6 separate regions of the Mus musculus genome follow, and regions 1, 2, 3, 4 and 5 are each linked to region 6. A link is a contact called in public ChIA-PET and promoter capture Hi-C data. All regions are on one chromosome and are shown on one strand. Each heading gives the region's core, a stretch centred on a gene start, on an enhancer-like site or on the middle of the called end of the contact. The rest is flanking DNA. Distances are from core to core; before and after follow the strand shown. Region 1 holds the start of Zfp398 (zinc finger protein 398). Region 2 holds the start of Tra2a (transformer 2 alpha). Region 3 holds the start of Zfp212 (Zinc finger protein 212). Region 4 holds the start of Ccdc126 (coiled-coil domain containing 126). Region 5 holds the start of Zfp956 (zinc finger protein 956). Region 6 holds the start of Lrrc61 (leucine rich repeat containing 61).

What was found. Promoter capture Hi-C pulls out the DNA fragments that hold promoters and counts their contacts. ChIA-PET counts read pairs in DNA pulled down with a chosen protein or histone mark.
Region 1: a promoter capture Hi-C map of hippocampal neurons shows a contact between it and region 6, with 5 times the contacts expected there. The contact joins the promoter of Zfp398 here to the promoter of Lrrc61 in region 6. A contact is called at or near these places in 4 of 39 promoter capture datasets (3T3-L1-derived adipocytes, hippocampal neurons, liver and 1 more).
Region 2: a promoter capture Hi-C map of pre-B cells shows a contact between it and region 6, with 5 times the contacts expected there. The contact joins the promoter of Tra2a here to the promoter of Lrrc61 in region 6. A contact is called at or near these places in 5 of 39 promoter capture datasets (the 3T3-L1 cell line, 3T3-L1-derived adipocytes, hippocampal neurons and 2 more) and 2 of 115 datasets of contacts at active chromatin or transcription factors (memory CD8 T cells and microglia).
Region 3: a promoter capture Hi-C map of hippocampal neurons shows a contact between it and region 6, with 4 times the contacts expected there. The contact joins the promoter of Zfp212 here to the promoter of Lrrc61 in region 6. A contact is called at or near these places in 8 of 39 promoter capture datasets (the C10 cell line, cranial neural crest, frontonasal cranial neural crest and 4 more).
Region 4: a contact with region 6 is called in a promoter capture Hi-C map of pre-B cells, with 5 times the contacts expected there. The contact joins the promoter of Ccdc126 here to the promoter of Lrrc61 in region 6. A contact is called at or near these places in 4 of 39 promoter capture datasets (the 3T3-L1 cell line, hippocampal neurons, liver and 1 more) and 1 of 115 datasets of contacts at active chromatin or transcription factors (pancreatic cancer cells).
Region 5: a contact with region 6 is called in an RNA polymerase II ChIA-PET map of memory CD8 T cells, with 24 read pairs. The contact joins the promoter of Zfp956 here to the promoter of Lrrc61 in region 6. A contact is called at or near these places in 3 of 115 datasets of contacts at active chromatin or transcription factors (craniofacial prominence, large pre-B cells and memory CD8 T cells).

The regions. Positions count from the first base shown.
Region 1 is chr6:47,834,126-47,837,336 of GRCm38.p6, reverse strand. Zfp398 (zinc finger protein 398) reads right to left here and starts at 1,676. Exons shown (of 6, transcript NM_027477.3): 1 at 1,417-1,676. The coding sequence starts at 1,440. It also overlaps a transcript of Zfp786 not described here.
Region 2 is chr6:49,262,412-49,265,706 of GRCm38.p6, reverse strand. It overlaps Tra2a (transformer 2 alpha), which reads left to right and starts at 1,655. Exons shown (of 8, transcript NM_198102.2): 1 at 1,655-1,869. The coding sequence starts at 1,834.
Region 3 is chr6:47,918,842-47,922,185 of GRCm38.p6, reverse strand. Zfp212 (Zinc finger protein 212) reads right to left here and starts at 1,618. Exons shown (of 5, transcript NM_145576.2): 1 at 1,437-1,618. The coding sequence starts at 1,460.
Region 4 is chr6:49,317,244-49,320,594 of GRCm38.p6, reverse strand. It overlaps Ccdc126 (coiled-coil domain containing 126), which reads right to left and starts at 1,321. Exons shown (of 3, transcript NM_175098.6): 1 at 1,115-1,321.
Region 5 is chr6:47,951,721-47,954,947 of GRCm38.p6, reverse strand. Zfp956 (zinc finger protein 956) reads right to left here and starts at 1,558. Exons shown (of 5, transcript NM_178898.4): 1 at 1,366-1,558. The coding sequence starts at 1,389. It overlaps Zfp783 (zinc finger protein 783), which reads right to left. Exons shown (of 6, transcript NR_027963.1): 6 at 399-3,227.
Region 6 is chr6:48,552,967-48,556,054 of GRCm38.p6, reverse strand. Lrrc61 (leucine rich repeat containing 61) reads right to left here and starts at 1,256. Exons shown (of 3, transcript NM_177736.3): 1 at 1,073-1,256.

The DNA of each region.
Region 1 (3,211 bases), core at 427-2,926, 720 kb after region 6:
TCAGATACTTTGGAATTAAAGTTACAGATTGCTGTTAGTCACCATGTGAATGTTAGGAATCAACTCGGGGCCCTCTGCAAGAGCAACTGGTACTTTTAACTGCTGAGCTATCTCTCCATAACCCCTAAAAAGATTTCTTAAAATTAAAATTAAAAATATCAGTATTTCCAAATTCTTCTTCATAAAACAGTCTTGCCCTGGTCAGTACCAAAGTCACTGAGTCCAAGTGATTATTGAGGACTTTAAATGTGCTCAGTTCAATTGAGATGTGTTGTGTTTAAAATCTCATTAATAGTTTTATAATATTACTATTAAAATATTTTTATACTTTGAGCTAAATAACATTTCACTGAATTAACTGAAATTAATTTCCTCTTTCTTTTTACTTTTTTTTTTACTTTTTTCTTTTCTTTCTTTCTTTTTTTAAAGACACACACTCTGGCTATTTGGCCAAGCATATACTAAAATTTCTGATTCTCCTATTTTAAACTCCTCTGTGAGCCACCATGTTACCATCATGGTTTAACCTCCTAAACATGACTACTAGAGAACTAAAAGTATGTGACAGTTTTCAGCATGGCATATACCTATAGCATACACCATGGGCTCTACTATCTTTTTTAAGGGTTGGGGGAAAATTAAACTTGAAGGGTATTCCCCTCTACTCCATTCCCCGCCCCTCCCCGCTGCTCCCCTGGTTTCTTCTTTCTTTTTTACTTCCTATCTACTCCTCTGCAGACCTGCCTGACTTCTGACTTATTTAAAAAGTCTCTTTGAGCTGACCAAAGCCTTCTTAGGTGGCAAACAAAAGCAATACTTTCCAATCAGAACGTTCTGTTAAACGACCATCCCCTCTTCCTTAATGGCTGTGTGCAGGGACTGTGCGGGTTGTCCTGGTAGCCCTGGCATCTCTGGTGCATGCACGGCTGGGCCCACTGCAGGCCTGCAGCAAACAAGCACACGCACGACTGCACTACTGGCTAAGCCTGCGCTCGGTCGGCCTTCCAAGGTCCCCGCGGCGCCACAGCCTGCCCTCCCGGGCGCGCGAGGCTGTCTGTCCTCACGCAGTCCATAAGGACACACCTTGGCTTTTACCTTCCCCGCCACGCAGGTGACTGTCCTGCCGCACCTAGCAACGACAGCTCTCGCGGCTGTACAGAATGGCTGGTGGATTGCAAAAACACCTCGAGCCCACTTCCCCGTTCCGCGGGCTGACGCGGAGCACCGCGGCGCGTGTAGGTTAGAAACTGCAGACCCTGGTCCCGCGGCGTCGCCCGGCGCTGCGGTCCGCGGTGGCCTTGCGGGGCAAACGACAGCCGCAGACCCACGCGGGCCACAAGGCCCGCTGCCGTCCCCAGCTCCCTCGCCTCCCCCGAGGCCCGGGTGACAGAGACGCCCGTCCATCAGCGCCCTTACCGGAGCGGCGGTCGCCTCAGCCATGGCCCTCCGCTGCCCGGTCCTGTCCCGGGAGTCGCCACCACACGCAGGCCCGGCTGCTCAGTGCTCTCGGCAGACGGCGAGAAGCGGTCTCGCGTTGCTCGCTCTGACAGGACTCGCGCGGCAATCGGGCTTCCGGGGGCGCTGGGACGCAGAGGAGCTGAGTAGCGAGCAGCCTACGCCGCACCGGCTGCAGCCGCCCCTCAGCTGGCGCTTTGTGGGCAGCGAGTACTGCAGGCGCTCTGCCGGCCTAGACGCGCCCCCCTCCGGTCGGTCCTCCCGGGACAGCGCGCCCCCTGGCGGCCCCCGCATCCGGAGCGCCTTCCCAGAGGTCAGCTTCTGAGAAAAGAGTTTTGGTGAACGCAGATCCAACCTACTCGGGTTTCCCATCCATCTGAGAAGACCCAGCAGATGCTACATAGTTTAAGAGCCAGGGAGCGGTGTCCAGGCTGGACGATAGTGTAATCGGCTACCAGAGTGAGCTAGGTGGGAATGATGGAGTTATATCGTTCGTAGAAATTACAAATATGACTTGTATTGGCACCAGAGATTCTGATTATTTTGATTATTGTCTCACTTGGGCTTGGATGAGAAGTAGAATTTTTATAAAGATTTGTTTCTTTTAATTTTATATGTATAAATGTTTCTCTACACTTGGATGTCTACTGCCTATGGAGGCCGGAATAGGATGCAGGATAACCTGGAACTGGAGCTACACACACAGTTGTGAGCCAAACCCAGATCCTCTGCCGAGCTCACTCACCAGCACCGACAAGTGGACTACTTGAGCCAACAGAAATAAAGCTTGTGGTTAGATTTGCTGGATCTGGACTAAGGACCAACAAAAGACAGAGTTGTGTGTTTAACAGCTTGTGTGGCAGAAAGATAATCACACAGCCATAACTTTCCAGTATTTCTCTTTTTTCAAACATGTATGAACCAAAGTCTTCTCAGACATTTATCTCAGTAAATGAAATGAATCCATTCAATGCCCTCAACAGTAGACTGTCTATAGTGCCCCCACAGTATAGGGATCTTCCTGCTGGGCCACTACCACTTGAGTGTACTGTGAGTCTTTATAGTGTACATACAAAGCAATATCTTGTGTATACTTTGAGTCTACTTGAGCATGAACTGTGGTCAGATGGTGCATAGTTGGGAGTTAAAACTACCGTTCTCTAAACTAGAACATCACTATAATGGAATGAACTAGAAAAAGAAGAAAGAAGAGGAGGAGAAAGAAAGAGAGAGACAGAGATAGAGAGAAATAATTGACCTCAGGAAAATAATTAGTGATTTTATTATTAAAAGACATAATTTTTAAATGTGGCCTTCGGCCTGGCAGTGGTGATGCCCATCTTCAGTCCCAGCACTTGGGAGGCAGAGGCAGGTGAATCTGTATAAGTTTGAAGCCAGCTTGGTCTACAGAGTGAGTTCCAGGAAAGCCAGGGCTACACAGAGAAACCCTGTCTCAAAAACAAAAACAAAAAACAAAAAACAAAACAAAACAAAACAAAACAAAACAAAACAAAAAAAGGCCTTAGAAAGCAAGAATAAAGCCTGATATGATGGTACTTGCTTTTAATCCATGCACTAGGAAGCAGAAACAGGAAACTTTCTGTAAGTTTAAGGCCAGCCTGGACTCCAAAGCAAGTTCTAGGTCATTTGGAGCTCTACAGTGGAACCCTGTTTTAAGGGGGTGGGTGACTAATTTCCAAACTCTCTGTTTCCCTCCTAGTTGTCAGATGCTCCTATGGATATGAAACATGAACAT
Region 2 (3,295 bases), core at 406-2,905, 710 kb before region 6:
AACACCCTCACAGAGGCAGGGGATGGGGTGGTGGTGGTGGGGGTTTCAGAATGGGAGACCTGGAAAGGGGAAAACATTTGAAATGTAAATAAAGAAAATATCCAATAAAAAATTGAAGAAACAACAATATAGTAAATCAGGAATGTGCTGTTCTAAATGCACTTACAAAATAACACTACATATTAACTTACATGATATTACATGAATAGAAGGGTAAGTATTTAATAATGAGCTCTCTGAAAGAAAGAGGAAGAAAAATGATTTGCTGATATTCACAACATAAATCTTCCTGTTGTGGCTGAGTCCAAACCATTAAGAGTTTAATAATGGGGGCTGGAGGGATAGCTCAGCGGTTAAGAGCACTGACTGCTCTTCTGAAGGTCCTGAGTTCAAATCCCAGCAACCACATGGTGGTTCACAGCCATCCATAATGAGATCTAACACCCTCTTCTGGTGTGTCTGAAGACAGCTACAGTGTACTTACATATAATAAATCTTTTTTTTTTTAAAGAGTTTGATAACTAGCTCTCTGACATTTCTGATAGGCTCTCTTTTTATATCTCAGGTTGGCTGGAACTTCCAACAGTCCTTCCTTCTAGACGCCTAAGTGGTGGGATCACAGGCACAGATCACCACACCCAGCTATTTCAGGTCTTTGTGAATTCATTATTTGTGCTGGTGTTCCTTATTTTTCTAGAGCAAGAAGTATGGATACTAATGTTGCCAAACAATATATTCCCCCAATTTATTTTTATTTATTTACATGTTCTACAGTGTTGAGGACTAAACCCAGAGCCTAGTACATGCTAGGTGTGCTGGATAATTTTCTATCAACTTGGCACAGATAAGGTCACCTGAGAGGAGGGAACTTCAATTAAAATGCCCCCCGCTGTGGTGGGAGCTCATGCCTTTATTCCCAGAACTTGGGAGGCAGAGGCAGGCAGATTTCTGTGAGTTCCAGGCCAGCCTGGTCTACAGAGGGAGTTCCAGGACAGCCAGGGTTACACAGAAACCCTGTCTTGAGGTTTGGAAGCAGAGAAGAGTGAGAAACTCATGGCTTTTCAGTATAACCCCATCTGTGTATATATTGTTATTTCAACGTTTAAAAGGGCAGATACTAGCCGGGCGTGGTGGCTCACGCCTTTAATCCCAGCACTCGGAAGGCAGAGGCAGGCAGATTTCTGAGTTCGAGGCCAGCCTGGCCTACAAAGTGAGTTCCAGGACAGCCAAGGCTATACAGAGAAACCCTGTCTCTGTAAAAAAACCAAACCAAAAAAAAAAAAAGGGGGGGGGGCAGATACTGGGGATAAGGAAAACTCAGCTGGAAAAGTCGGTTTGTTTGTTGGGTTTTTGTTTGCTTGTTTTTGGTTGGTTTGTTTTGCTATGCAAGAAAGACCTGAGTTCCATACCTAAAGAGAACAAAACCAAAAAAACTCAAGAACAAAACCCCACAGGCAAAGCCAGGCGATGACACACGCCTTTAATTCCAGCACCCGGAGGACAAACCGACCCAACGCCAAACAGCAAGCTCTTGAAACCCGCCAATCTCCCGCGCTAGGCCAGGCGGACACAAAGCCTCCCGGGGCGGAGGCGGGGTTCGCGACGACGTCATCACAGGTCCGCCCCTTGACGTCAGGCGCCGGGGACACCAGGAGGTTTCTGGCGGCACGGGCGCCATTTTGCCTGAACGTGCGAGCTGGTGGGAGTGGAACGCACTGGCCGTTGTAGCCGTCGCCTTCTTCCTCCCCACAGTCCGAACAGCGCGGTGACTAGGCCGTCGGCCCTCGAGCCGAGACATATCTCTTATTTAGTTCTCGGGAGCGCCTGGCCGACATGAGTGATGTAGAGGAGAACAACTTCGAGGGCAGAGTGAGTACAAAGCCGCGGGAGCCGTCTTCGGCGGCGGCCCGATGCTCCGGGGCTCGGGGACGAGCGCGGTCGGTCGGGCGAGGTGGCGGGGCCCTCAGGAGCAGCCTTGAGGGCCACCGCGAGCGCGTCACGTCCCAAGATGGCTTCGGGGTCCCCCTGCGTGCCCAGATGCCCCACTAGCCCGCAGCGCTCCTTTCTGGCGGCTGACTGGTACCTGGCCTGGTCCTATCCTCTCCTGTCGCTCCCTTTCCTCTCAGCTTCCCATCTCTGCTCCGAGGTGCGGGTCCCCGGCGCGGTGGGGCAGGAGGCGGCGGGGCGCTCCCTCCGGCCGGATAGTGGTAGGTGCTTCCTGCGGTGGCATCTCGGGCCACCACCACCCCTCCTCCGGCCATCGCAGCGGGGTCTCGGGGTCAGAAGTGCGCGGGGCTGCTGTCCGGGCGGGGAATCGCTGGCGCGGGACTAGCTGGGGCCTGTTGTCTCCTTGGCTCTCTGTTGCAGTGAGCGGCCGCGTCTCCGTCGGAACCGGCGGCGTCGCGTCTGTAAAGGCGAAAGCCTTGAGGTTGAAGGTGGGACGAGCCCAGTGAAGTGGTTAGTCAACGACCGCAGCGACCCTTAAGAGTCCTTAAGACGAGAGCGAGCGGGGAAGGGAAAACTACGCAAGAGCCTTTCCCCTTAATGTCCTCTTTCCTTTCGCTTCTAAATGAATGTGGAAATGCAGTGACGCCTGTTTTCCTAACAGCTAGATGTTGGGTTCTTTATGTCTCAACTTCCAAAGCTTTCCTTCCTGTGACCATTCCTCTGAAAACTCCTTTACAGATCTTTATGGCTAAACTGCCAAGACATCTTACTTTAAACCTTACGTAACTGAACAAATTTCTTGCCTCAGTTTTCAAAAAAGAAAAGAAAAAAGCTAATCATTGTTAACTCAAAAGATTATACCTGAAATTTACAGACCCTCCCCCGTTTTTCTCACCCATTCCCCGGAAAAGGGACTCAAGACTTTGGTTATCTGAGGTCTTGTGAGTATAAACCGTATATTCACAAAGCTTGAGTATATTATTAGAACGTTACCGGTTTTTGAGTTTTATTCCGAAGTTACCCTAGTATTGGAAATTAATGGAAGTGAGTCCTGGTAAAACCATGGAAGGAAAAAAAAGGGAAACAAAAGTCCCATGGTACTCGAGGGCTGGCAGTTGTGTTGGTATTCTAGTGGAGGAGGGGCGGGTGGAAAAAAGCCGCTGGAGGGCTTTGCTGAAGGAAAGAATTTGTCCCTTTTGGAAGCTCGGGATTTAGACACCTGTACTCTGTCAGTCAAGTCATATACGGTCAGTTAGGGTTTTGATCTTGAGAAAAGAGGGTGCATTTTGTTTGTTTATTTTTTTATTTAATGCACTAGGACAAGGTCATAACTACATTTAACTTTGAT
Region 3 (3,344 bases), core at 369-2,868, 630 kb after region 6:
GTCCATCAGCAGGGGACCTGCTGGTGGGAGACAAAAGACTAAAAAGCCTTTGCTTTAAGCTGCCAGTCTTGCCTCAAGTCAGGAGCATCAGGAAGATAATGTCCATCTTGGAAATCTGTCTGCCTAGCCAAGGCCTCTCTCCCTATCTGCTTACCCTGCAGGGGGTCTGTTTAACTCCTGGTCTCTTATTTACACCTGGATGCACAAGTAGGATTGCTCCAAGTTCAGAGCCAGCCTGGTCTACCTAACTGGTTCCAGGCAGCCAGGGCACAAAGTAAGACCTTATTTTGAAAGATTAAAAAACAAAAACTAAACAAAACAAAAAGACAAGAAAAATACTTATGCCTGTAATATCTGCAAGTTGGGAGTCAGAGGTAGGAGTTTACAGTCATTCTCAGATAGGCTAGGCTGGGGCACATGAGAGTTTGCCTCAAAGCACAACCACTACCAAACAAACCCCAGCAGAATGACTTACACCTGTAAACTTAGCACTGGGGAGGCTGAGTCGGGAAGATTGTCATCAGCTTAAGGACAGCCTGTGAGGCTCTGTCTCAACAGTGAAAAGCCAGTTCAGGTCCATCTATCCTATTTTCCTATGTTAACCTCTACTGTGACACAGTATGAGGAGACTGGAGCCAGAAAAAAAAAAACGTAAAAATGCTTACAAGGAACTCAACATTCTCAATTCAAGTTAAGGAGACAAAGGCCTAGAGAAGTGAGCATAGACTGCCTTCCGAAGACCATGCACTGAATATATAGATAGATGAACGCTGAGTTACGGAAGATATTCCTCAAACCAATTTTCAGTGTCTTCACATTCTCTGAAAAGAGAGACAGCTGGAAGAGGCGGTAAGCGGATAACAATGCGCACCCACAGTTTTGTAAAAACAAAACAAAACAAAAAACAAGCAAGCAAACAAACAAAAACAGCAAATACACCAGTCCCCAAGGAGAGAAGGCTTCAACCTGTGGCTGCAAACTCAGTACAGATAGCTATGGCAGAACATGGCAACCGGAGCAGAGCCCCACTGGTCGGAGAGAAGCCCTAAGTCCTGGGGTCTTCCGTAGCTGAGCTCAAAGGCAACAACCCAAACCCAGGGTTTTATCCCGCGCCTTCACTCCAACTCAGAAAACGAGTCCCTAGTTGGCACGAAGCAGGAAAATATGTGGGCGCAGTCACAAACAATTCAAAAAGCCTCGCAGAAGTTTCTGCGGAAAGACGCAGAGCATCCGGGCTCTGAGCCTGACGCAGAAGGACCCAGGGAGCAAGCGAGCGGGCGGGCGGGCGGAGGGCGAGGGTACCGGGAGGGAAGTCAGCATCCGCCGGCGCCAACGGCCGCGGAGGAAACCAAGCCTGCGACCGAGCGCCTCAAGCCCCGCCCCGGGCAGGGCGCTGTCTCCCCCAAGGCCCTCCCGAGCCGGCCGGAGCACCTTACCCGAGTAGGCGTCGACTCCGCCATGGTCGCAGTCGCCCCACAACACCGACTGGCGGGATACTGCTCGAACTGTACGCCGCTCCGCCAGACGTCCTCACCCTCCTGGAAGCCGCCGCCGCCGCCGCCGCCGCCGTGTTGATACAAGGTGCATTCTGGGAGCGCTCCCCACCCCCAAGAAGAGCGGCAGCGGCTCCTCCTACCGCGCGGTATTTCTGTTGCGCCACTGTGCTCCTGGAAGGGGAACAGCAGCCTGGAAATTCAGTCATTGAGTGTGGGGTGTAAGCGTAAGGATTCTCAAAATCAAGAGCATTTTCTGAATTTGAGTCCTGCACTCCGCGAAATGCTTTAAGAGATTCAAATATGTGCAAGTTTAAAAAGGCGCGGGAAGGAGAGAGAGAGAGAGAAAGGCGTAGGGAGGAGAGCGTGGGGACTAGTAGAAAAGGAGGCTAATGGGGGTGGATGTGAACACCATACGTTCTGGACTTGCATGCAATTGTCAAAAATAAAAATAATTTTTAAAAAATGTGTACAAATGTGTACACCCTTTTCTGTGAGGGAAGAACACAGCTGAAGCTAAAGAAAAGGTGAATTCTCATAGGCAAGTGATTTTCTTCCATGCTCACCTATGACTTGGCTTTTTCTGGTCAATCCATTATAGAGTGTTAATTATGGTAATCACTTGCATTGCAGAATTCAAGATAGCCTTAATCACAAATAATTAACCTAGTCCTCACCGGGCAGTGATGGCTCATGCCTTTAATCCCAGCACTTGCGAGGCAGAGGTGGATGGGTTTCTGAGTTCGAGGCCAGCCTGGTCTACAGAGTGAGTGCCAGGGCTAGAAACCCTGTCTCAAAAAAACTAAATAAATAACCTAGTCCTCATGCCAGGGTGCCAGGGTATTAGAGGCAATGTGTTCTGCATTCTGGCTTGGAAACATCTGGCCACATCATTACCACCCCAGCGCTCAGGTGTTTGAGGCCAGCCTCAGCTATATAGTGAGTTTTTGACTAGCCAGAAATATCTAAAGAGACATTGATCCAAACAACACCCCCAAACCCAGTACTTGCAGTACTCAAATGCCTCATTTCCATTACATTGTCCTGGACATGCTGAGTGAGAATGACATGAGTTTCCACTAAGTGTGAATAGCTTCCTCTAAGAATTCAAGTACTCTCACTAGACTGGTCCCTTCTTCATTTTTCTGCAAATGATCCCTGTCTACACTGACTACAACTAACAACTTTCTCTAGAACCCAAGCCGATGGCCTGCTGAAAAAAAAAATTCTCAGCATCTGTTTTAACAGGCACTTAAAAACCTACATTTATATTAAAATAATAATAATTTTTTTAAAAGCGCTGACTCATTTAAGCCCCCCACAGCAGTCTGGGTGTGTCTGTGCCTTCATTTTATCTTTGTTTGTTGCCTTTGTTTGGATCAAATTCCTGCTTGACTCCATAACCGTGTCAATCAGTTGAGTGTGTCTACTTGTCCCATCTCATCCCCTTTCAAGCTGAAGGCAGAGGTAAGTCATTGTCCTGAACCAGCAGTCACCTTGAATCCCTGGAAGAGCAGAGTGTAAAGGATAGATCATGTCTCAGATAAGGGCAATTATCCTTGTGTGTGAAGCTGTACCCTGGAGCAGACCTCATCTTGTAAGAACCAGATGGATCCTCTTAAGCAATTCAATGGCAGCAAGAAGGACTTCTAATCACTTCACAGAATCAGAACTGGGACAGCGATCATCTAGACCATTTATTGACCAAGACAGCTTAATTACGTGACAAGGACTAGCCTCAGCTTGGAGAGGTGTTCTGAGTGGAGGAGTGTCTGGGAACAGTGAAACAAATGACTCAAAGTCAAATTGTGGGTCCAAGCTGACGGCCTATGTTCTGCTGTGGATGGCTTT
Region 4 (3,351 bases), core at 72-2,571, 760 kb before region 6:
AGGGTAAAAACAACTGACAGAACCTGAACACGTTGAAGTCGTTCCTGATCAGATTTACTGCATTCACTCAATGTGTCTCCAGACAAAAACTATAACCTGGGAACAGAAATCCTAAGTGGGTGTCAGGTGATGGTGGCGCACACCTTTAATCCCAGCACTAGGGAGGCGGAGGCAGGAGGATCTCTTGAGTTTGAGGCCAGCCTGGTCACGAATAAATGCGTAAGGGGATTTATAGTTTTCTGGTCTACTGAGTGAGTTCCAGGACAGCCAGGGCTACACAGAGAAATCCTGTCTAGAAAATGAGAGAAGGGGAGTGGGGAGGAGAGAAACGACTGAACCATTAGAAACAGTACAGAAAGTTGACATAGGGCAAAGCTGCAAAGGATCTGACGGACAAAGCCTTTAATCTCCTTTTAAGGGTTTCCTATGGGACCAGGCTAGGGAGGTGGGGGAGGTGAGTCCTTGTACAGTTATATACAGAGCTGATCCCCAGGAAAGCAGAGTCATCAATTTCCTTAGAACATTCTCAGCCATCTTAAAGGGGCGGAAATTAAGAAGCCAGCATATCTTAAGGAATTCTCTGCATGTAAGAAGTAAAAATATAAACTGAACACACAACCTAGTGATTAACCAAAAGTCCACACACTTCGAATCACATTCAAAACATCTTTTCATCAAATGAAAAACTCAAGGTGTAATAGCTTATTATCCATAAATCTAACAACTTAAAACTGTATGAGATCTCCATCTGCTGGATGAAACACATCGGCTTGGAGCCATTGCTTAGCCTGAATGAAGCAGCAGGCAGAGGGACGCCAGGGGTTCGAATCCTGGCTGCCTGGCCATTCAATTGCCACCGCCTGTACCTACAGCAGATAAAGTTCCTCCCCAGCCTCCCAGGAGAAGAGTTTGGCAGGTTTAATGGGCATTTCACGTCCTTCTCCTAACGAGAGAATTGAGCTGTCAAGAGTGGAGCACAAATGAGCGCGGCCGCAGAGACTGCCCATCCCCGCAGAGCACCGCGGAGCCCGGCCCGGCGGTCGAGGCTGTCAAAGTAGCAAAGCCGGGGCCGCAGGGACACCGCCTCCCGCCTCCCCAATCTCCTCCGTCTGACCTGGCCTGCTGGTTTCCTTTCAATCACGCGGGCCGCCGCCGCGGGGCTCACAAACTGGAAGTACAGCCACAGCCCGCCACGGGAGGGCGTTAGCGGCGCCGCAACAGCCTGCGGGCCAGGACGGAGGTAGGACCGAGAGCGCTCGGCACCCGGGGACGCTACTCCCGGTTTCCGCTCCGCCTCCCGGCCACCCTTCCCCCATTCTCCGGCCAGGGCCTACTGCGCGCGGCATTGTGGGGAATGTAGTCCCGCCTTGCGGAGAGACAGCACGTGCTGTTGGCCCAGGGGCTCAGGGCGACGCGGTTGCTTAGCAACTAAGAGGCGCAGCAGCTGCATTGCTACTAGAGAAAACTCAGCACCCTATTCGCCACTAGTGGTGAAGCATCCTACTATCTACCTTCCACTAGAAAAGAAACCCCTAATGCTGTTGTCTGACACTAGAGGGCATCCTAGTGTTGGAGAGTCCAATGTCCCCATGGTGCTCCTGAAGGTCCTCACTCAGGGAAATAGGATAAAAAAATAACTAAAAGGACTAAAGACTAATAGAAACAAACTATCCTTTTCTGAGGACTGGAGACCTAGCTCAAAAGTTCAGACAGTTTGCTGAGGGACCAGAAGACCAGAGTTCAATTACCAGCTCCCACATCAAGAGGTTCATAATCTCTTGGAACTCCAGCTCCAAGGGATCCCATCTGCTTCTGGCCTCTGCAGACCTCAGCACACTCACACACAATTACATGAATACAAATAAAGTGTTTTAAAGATATTCTTGTCACGGATGGTATAAATATGTATACACATGACAAATACAAAACAACTTGTAGACAAATTATTACAATTAATAAGAGTTTAACAAAGTTAATACATTTTTAAAAAATCAAGTACTTCGGGACTTGGTATGCAGCTTAGTGGTAGAACACTTGGCTAGCATGAATATGGCCCTGATTAAATGCTCAGCACACACAAAATTACACGTTAAAAAGTCAAATTGGGCTGGAAAGATGGCTGAGCCCTTGTGCTTAGAGAGCACTCGGGTTTAGTTTCCAGAATCCACATGGTGGCTCACAACCATCTGTCACCCCATTTCTGGATATCTGACAGTCTTCCTCTGGCCTCACCAGGAATACAGTTGGTACACTAAGGTATATGCAAGCAAAATACCAATACTCATAAAATTCTCTCTCCCTCTGTCTCTCTCTATCTGTGTGTGTATATGTCTCTGTGTGTGCCTCTCTCTGTGTGCCTCTCTGTGTGCATCTCTCTCTCTGTGTCTCTGTGTGTGTCTCTGTGTGTCTCTCTCTCTGTGTCTCTGTGTCTTTCTCTGTGTGTTTCTCTCTCTCTCTCTCTCTGTCGCTCTTTCACACATACATACACACACACACACACACACACACACACACACACACACACCAAACAAAACAGGAGGACCTGGAAATCAAATGCAGCCTGGGAAAGACAGTTTTAACAGCAACAAACAAAAGACAAGCCTTAAGAGTGGAATGAGACCCTTGAAATATATAAATCAAGAAAGGCCTTGTACTCAGAATGTACAAAGAATTTTAATCACAAGAAAAAGAATCAAGGGCAAAACAAAGTGTTCCATCTGTAGAACACCAGCACATGTAGGGGTTTATTAATACCTTGTATGAGGATAGTTTGATCCTCCACGTCACAGTAGAAGGAGGGGAGGAGAAGGAAAGGGGGATCCAACCAGGGCCCTAACTAAGGAGAAAAAAAACCCATGTAACCAATGCACAAAATGGGATAATCTGGACACAAATGTTCTGTGCTCTCTAATGCTGCTAGACATATATGACCCTCGAGGATCTACAATGTAGTTCGTCTGAATTAGGAGGTACTGTAACAGCAAGCCACCACATAGATGCTGAAAACTTGCTACATAAGAAAAAAATGTAGATATCAACCAGGGTTTTAATCTGTTGACTATTGTCTTAGTCGGGGTTTCTATTCCTGCATAAACATCAGGATCAAGAAGCAAGTTGGGGAGGAAAGGGTTTATTCATCTTACACTTCCACATTGCTGCTCATCACCAAAGGAATTCAGGACTGGAACTCAAGCAGGTCAGAAGGCAGGAGCTGATGGAAGGATGTCACTTTGCTTCCCCTGGCTTGCTCAGCCTGCTCTCTTAAAGAACCCAGGACTACCAGCCAAGGGATGGCACCACCCACAATGCGCCCCGCCCCCTGCGATCACTAATTGAGAAAATGTCTTATAG
Region 5 (3,227 bases), core at 309-2,808, 600 kb after region 6:
GGGTTCTCTCACACCAAATACTAATTAAGAGAATGCCCTACGAGCTTGCCATACAGCTAGATCTTATGGAAGCATTTTCTCAATTGAGATTCATTCCTCTCAGGTAACCTCAGCTTGTTTCAAGTTGGACACTAGGTCTCTGTGACTGAGACACCTCAACAAACAGCCCCGAACAGTCACTACAGTGCCCTGAACAGTCACTTTACTGGAAGCTAGATCTTAGATGCCAGTAGGCAGTGGCAGAGAAAGCTGAAAGCCAGCATCTTAGTCAAAAGAAGGGGGGTAATGTCACCATGCATAACTGTAAATAAAATGCGGAGCTGTGGGGACTACAGATAAATCCTGGAACTTCCCTCTATCTCTAAGGTGGTCAAACAGAAAAAGCACTCAGGGTGTATGACATTTATTATATATTGTATTACCAATAAACATGAAGGTTCCTGACTATTGGTCAGAATGTGTTATATGTTCTAAACCAAAGACTGTAACGAATACAATTTTGTGACATTAAACTTCCCCCAAGATATCTTCCATAAAAAAGACACAGCAAAGTGTCCCACACAGTAAGATACTTGTCACTAGAAACTTCTCTCTTCCTCACTCCATCCTGAGGTCTGTGACCACTGACCCATACAACAAAATGTGGTTGGGAGGAGGCAGTCTTCACACATAAAGGTCAAATATCTTCGTCTCTCTGGGATCCTTTGCCACAAATCTAACACCAAGAAATGTCTTTGAAGTCACTGCAAAGCTATTGCTAGCAGGAGATGCCTCCTACCTTCAGGGACTGTAAATCTCATCTCAGTAGTTCACTCACCTGAACCTAAAACACGCCTACCCAACGTTTTCTATAACACTGATTCCCTAACTAGTTGCAGTAGGAAAGTCTTCCCGGTGTTCATCAAAAAACAACAAGCGAGGAAGTATGTATCTACTCTTAATAGAATCGAATTCAGGCCCGAAAGGCCGTGGAACCCTCCCTCCTAGGCAGGAGCTAGATTCTAGGTCCCAGGACCAAGAGGGCTAACTGGAGGGGGCCTTAGCTCGGGATTTGATCGGAGATGGCTAATACTTGCGAGATGGAGCAAAGAGGTCCTGGAAAAAAGGAGTCGTGGAGTAAAAACGACCGCAGCCGGTGCACCGGGCCCAGATATTTCCTGGTGAAGCTCAACGGCCGTATATTACAAATGATCAAACCCGTGGCAAAGGAGACAAGGACTTAATCATGTGGCAACAGACCTCCTAGTCCTCCTCCCTGACTACCTGGCTGAGCTCTACCCAATTTTAGGAGGTGGTAAGATGTCCTCCCGGCGAATTCAGGAACCGCTTCACATCCCCCACATGATCGGTAAGGGCCACCCTTACCGGTGCAGCGGCCGCCTCAGTCATGGCTGCGCGCGATTCTGCTTCGTCTTGTTGTAGCCGCTGTGTCCCCTACAGGCGGCCCTTCCTGGCCTCACGATACAGAATCAGGATGGTCGTCTTGGACGCAGTTGGCAGTTTGAGACCTAGACGTCCTCGCTGCTCCCGCGGCAGAAACGCAGGCCACACCCTCCACAAGGCGGCTCCCCATTGGCTAGCCCTGGAGGTTCCGCCCCTGACGGTAGAGAAGCCAGACTCTATTGGCTAGCTGGGAGCACAAGCTGCATAGCGTTCGCTAGCGTTTCGTCTCAGCCCCGCAGGTGTGAGCACTAGGTGTTGAGCTCCGTTCACCTTTGAGCTGTAGAGCCACGCCAACCACTAGGGTCACATGTTGAGACTCCCCAGAACAAACTAGGCCACAAACACGCAGCTACATTTTCCAGTGTATTTATAGAGCACCGATTAAGTTAATATTTCCACCTCCATGGTTCTTAGGGCCTTGTAACCAACCCAACCATATCTTTGTTTTACAAAATAAGTCATCAGAATCTGGGATCCAACGTCTTTGAGCTCAGGCAACCATGCAGCCTTTGTTCATTCTTAACTCAAAATACTCTTTAACCTGTCCTATTGAATTTCAGGTTAAATGCAGTAAGCCCAGTTGTGCATAATGGCACAAGCAAGGAAATCCTAGTAGGTAGATAGAGGTAGGGGAAAAAAATTCACTGCAAGCCCAAGGCGAGCCAGGATTATACAGCGCCTCTTCCCCCACCCCAGCACTTGGATTTGTGCTTCAAATATGAATACTTGTTTTCCAGAGAACATCTAAAGCATTAGAAGAGAGGCCTAGGAACCCCCAGAACAGCAACATGAGTGCTTGCAGCGGAGGATTAAGTTTGGGGCAGCTATACTGTCCACGTTCAGTCTGAGCGCTTACTGACAACTGCTGTCTTGCTTGCAGGGCCTAAACAACGGTTGGGTGTGCAGGCAAGTAACGTCCAGAACCATGGCTGCATGCCACAGTCTTGCCAGTCATACCCCTACCCTGGGAATGACGGCAGTGTCACCCTCTGCCTCGTCTGTGCAGGACTTCTGAGTGGCTACAGAGTCTGCAGGACTTTAGCAATAGCACAGCCAGGGATGAAGGCACCTGGGAGCCTTCATGTGCTCTGGTGTCTGAGTGCCAAACAAGAGAGCAAACTATCAGAATTGGAATCCATCACCCAGCTCCAGAAGCTCCACAAGGCTGTCCCCAAGGTGCTGTGACAAAGAGGCACATGAAGCACCCGCTCTCATGACTTTGAGGCATGACACTATCACCTCAAATTCCTGGTCTGGAGCTTGTGCTTTTGAAGGGCCCCTAAAGTACCAACTCAGCTGGAAAGTGAAGGAACTTCCACCACTTGGCAGGCACAAGGGAAAGGCCCTGAGACAGTGCAGGTCCTGTCCTGTTCAGAGCTGGGCCCTTGCAGGGCTGGACTTCCCTGGAGGACAGAAAGCAAGAGGAAATGCAGGATTGTTTAGCCTCAGGAATGAGTCTGCATGTGGACAGCCAGGTGGTGGCTCCTTGCCACACTGGGGGCACTGATAGGAACGCTCACCAGTATGGATACACTGGTGACAAAAGAGGTCTGAGGGCCGGCGGGAGGCCTTGCCACAGTAGGGACAGGCAGGCCAGCTCTGCCTCTTGCCTGTGTGCTGATGCTGGTGTAATACCAGGCTCTTCTGTTGCTGAAAGGAGTGAAGACATTCACTACAGTGGTAAACTGTAGTTGCTGGCCTTTGTCTCATGAAGGCATGGCTTGTTGGAGACCGGTGGCTTGTGGGCTCCTCAGGTGGCCAGTGGATGACAGGGCCTGGCACCA
Region 6 (3,088 bases), core at 7-2,506:
GCTTGCCAGCCTCCTCTCCTCTCACATTCCTACACCTGGGGAAGAAGGAGCTCTAGTCTCCCACACAACCAGAGAATTTAAGCCAGTCAGTGTGAGATGCCAAAGCTTTTAAATTCAGACTCCATTTTAGAGAATCTGACCTAAGCTTGAACTCAGGTAGACTACAGGCCGGTATCTAGCATTAGTATCCAAGTTGTCCCCACAACAAAACCTGAGCCTAGCTCGTCTCTAGGCTAATCCCCAACAAGAGCAGAGTTTCCAAGTTACACCCCTAACAAGACCAGTATCTCCTGGTTATTCCCCCAACAAACCTGCACCCCAGGTTGCAAGCCCAACCCTTGCCTAATGACCACCCATGCAGAGGGGAGCAGAAGTTAAGTTTATGATGTGACTCCCAGCACCAGCCAGTTATATTAAAGGCCAAAGTAGCTTTCCATTTAGATGCTCGCATTCGTATTCCATGTTTGGTGCTTACTATAAAGCCTTGCCACATAGACATTCGGGGCTCCTCCCCCACCAAAACCGTCCTGTGTGAGGGTGGTGCATTGGGGGGGCTTGAGCTAGCTCGAATAGAATAAAGACCCTGCTGTGAGTTGCATCAGATCAGCTCCTGTGTGTGTGTGTGTGTGTGTGTGTGTTTGGCGGGGGGGGGGGGGGGGTCACTAACTTTTCCCTGGCACAACAGTGGAGGATGTTTTAAACAACACTCCGCCATCTTCTGAGCTCACATAGCCAAAGTGACAAAAGCCACGGATAAGTTCCTGCTGGGAGACTACACTTCCCAGCTTCCTTTGGGGACTACTGAAGTCATTTCCACCCATTTCTGACCCCAATAAGGGGCCGCATCCTTCTTCCTTTGTAGGCATTTTTGCCATTTGCATATCTTGTGACAAATGCTCCCTCACCGAGAATAAACAAGACCAAAACTTTTTCCGCCTTTTTCTCTACGGCTGCTCTTTTAAAATAATCTATCACACTAGCGGAACCCTTGTTGTTATGTATACCAAGAGGCTGTGATTGTGGGATAGGAAATCCAATCCTAATGTCTCCTGGCCACCAAGGCAGCACCCACCTCACCGGCCGCGATTGTTACCGGTTAAAGCGTTCTGTCTGTTAACTGCACTCAGAGCAGTGCCTGGGGCTGAGGGCGTGGCCACTAACCGCGGGCGGTTCCAGAAGAATCCAGCATCCCCCAAACAAACAGAACACGCAACTCGGTTTCTGGCGCAGGCCCAGCCGACCCGGAACCTGCGAAAGGCCGGAAGGGGCGGGGAGTGGTGCGACGCAGAAAAAGTTGTTTTTAAGGGACGCGCTGCGGCTGGCAGGGTACGCAAGTGACGCAGATTACACAACCAGAGGAGCTTCTAGCTCTTTGTGCTGGAACCCGCGGCCAGTGCTGCTGGAGGATTTTGTTCCTGTTAGTTTGGTCATTAGCACATTTGACAGAGCGACGTTGGGAAAGGCATTTATGGTTCCTTAACGAATGTGTTCTGTGACATTCAGTATGCTAGGCTGCAGGCCAGTGGTGACCTAGATTTTCTAACCCGATAAACGGTGCCTGGTACGTGCTCGCCCACCCCTCTCCGAACCCTGCCCCTCACAGCGGTGCAGTCATGCTCACCGCCTAGGACTGCAGACAAAAGGTGCCACAATAACGATAAGAAGGACCCCTTGTGGGAACCTTACCCGTATTTTTAGAAAACTACATCAGAATGTTTCCTGAGATAAATGTGCACTGCCTAGTGATATTCCCAAAGGCCTTGCCCCCAGAGATGTCACCAACGCAAACTGCCACCTTTGTAAATGACATTGTCCAACGGATAAAGAGGTCACCTTAACTAGGCACAGGGGAGAATGCCTCTCACTTTCTTTCACAGGCCACTTGGAAATGTCTACATTGGGAGGGTTTTCCATCTCCTGATGCTTTCTGTGCACTCAGACAAAGCAATCCCAGTTCAGTCCACACCCTTCCAGCCTGGGCTGGCTAAGTATAGGCACAGTTTTGTTGTTGTTCACATCTTTGCACTGTATCACAGTGCAAAGTCCTTAATGAATACGTGTTTGATGACGTTCAGTGTGCTAGGCTGCAGGCCAGTGGTGACCTAGCTTTTCTAATCCGTCAAATGGTGCCCGGTATCCATTTGATCTCCCTTGAACTTCTCCATGTGATGGACCAGCCTGAGTCTATTTTAAGATTAGAAGCTATAAATGTTCCTTCTAGGAAGGTGTGGAACCCCAAGAACCGCACAACTCTTAGCAGAGAGAGTGTCCCAATGGTAGACATGGTAGCCTAGGAACCACACAGCTCAGAGGTAGGACAGTGTCCCAATAGAAGAGCGTCCTGAGACACAGGAGCCCAGGAACCACATAGCTCTGAGAGGAAGCCTCCTCAGCAAGAGGCACTGCAGCTCCCAGGGAAGGGTATACCCAGCTGAGCTCTGGAGCCTCAGCCCCGCTCCACTTCTCTTCATTGCTTCTTTGCTTCTTCTGATGCTAAAAAACAAAAACAAAAACAAAAACATCACATCAGGAATCAAATCTCATTTAAAAAAAAACAAAAACAAAAAAAAAAACAAAATAGGGAGGGTCCAGGGAGAGAGGGGACAAATCCAGGAGTGGCTGCCTCTGCTTCCAGGAGCAGACAGCAAGGCTGTTGAACAAAGGGCAGGGCTTATATAGGATTTCTTATGGATGGAGCTTTTCAGGGCAGAGATTTCCAGGTTGAGGATTGGTGGGATTTCAAGTCCTGAGCTTGGAGAGCTCAGAGATTGGTGAGGTTTCCTATTCTGGGATTGGTGGGGGTTTGTGGGAAGCTCAGGGATTGGTGGGTTTTTTTGCTCAGGGACTGGAGGCATTTTTCACCTCCCTTTCCCTGCTTTGGGCCCATGGCTGAGGCGACATCACTGCTGAGCTTCTTGGGAGTCTGAAGAAGAGGTGTCGCCACCGTGGACAGCTCCTGCGCTGGTATTTCATGAAAGTGGTAGGCTGAGTCAGGAAAGAAAGTGCCACCACCATGGACAGCTCCTAGGACTGCCTTAGGCAAGTCACTTAAGAACTACTGAAGCCATCTCCTTAAAAGGTGGAAGAA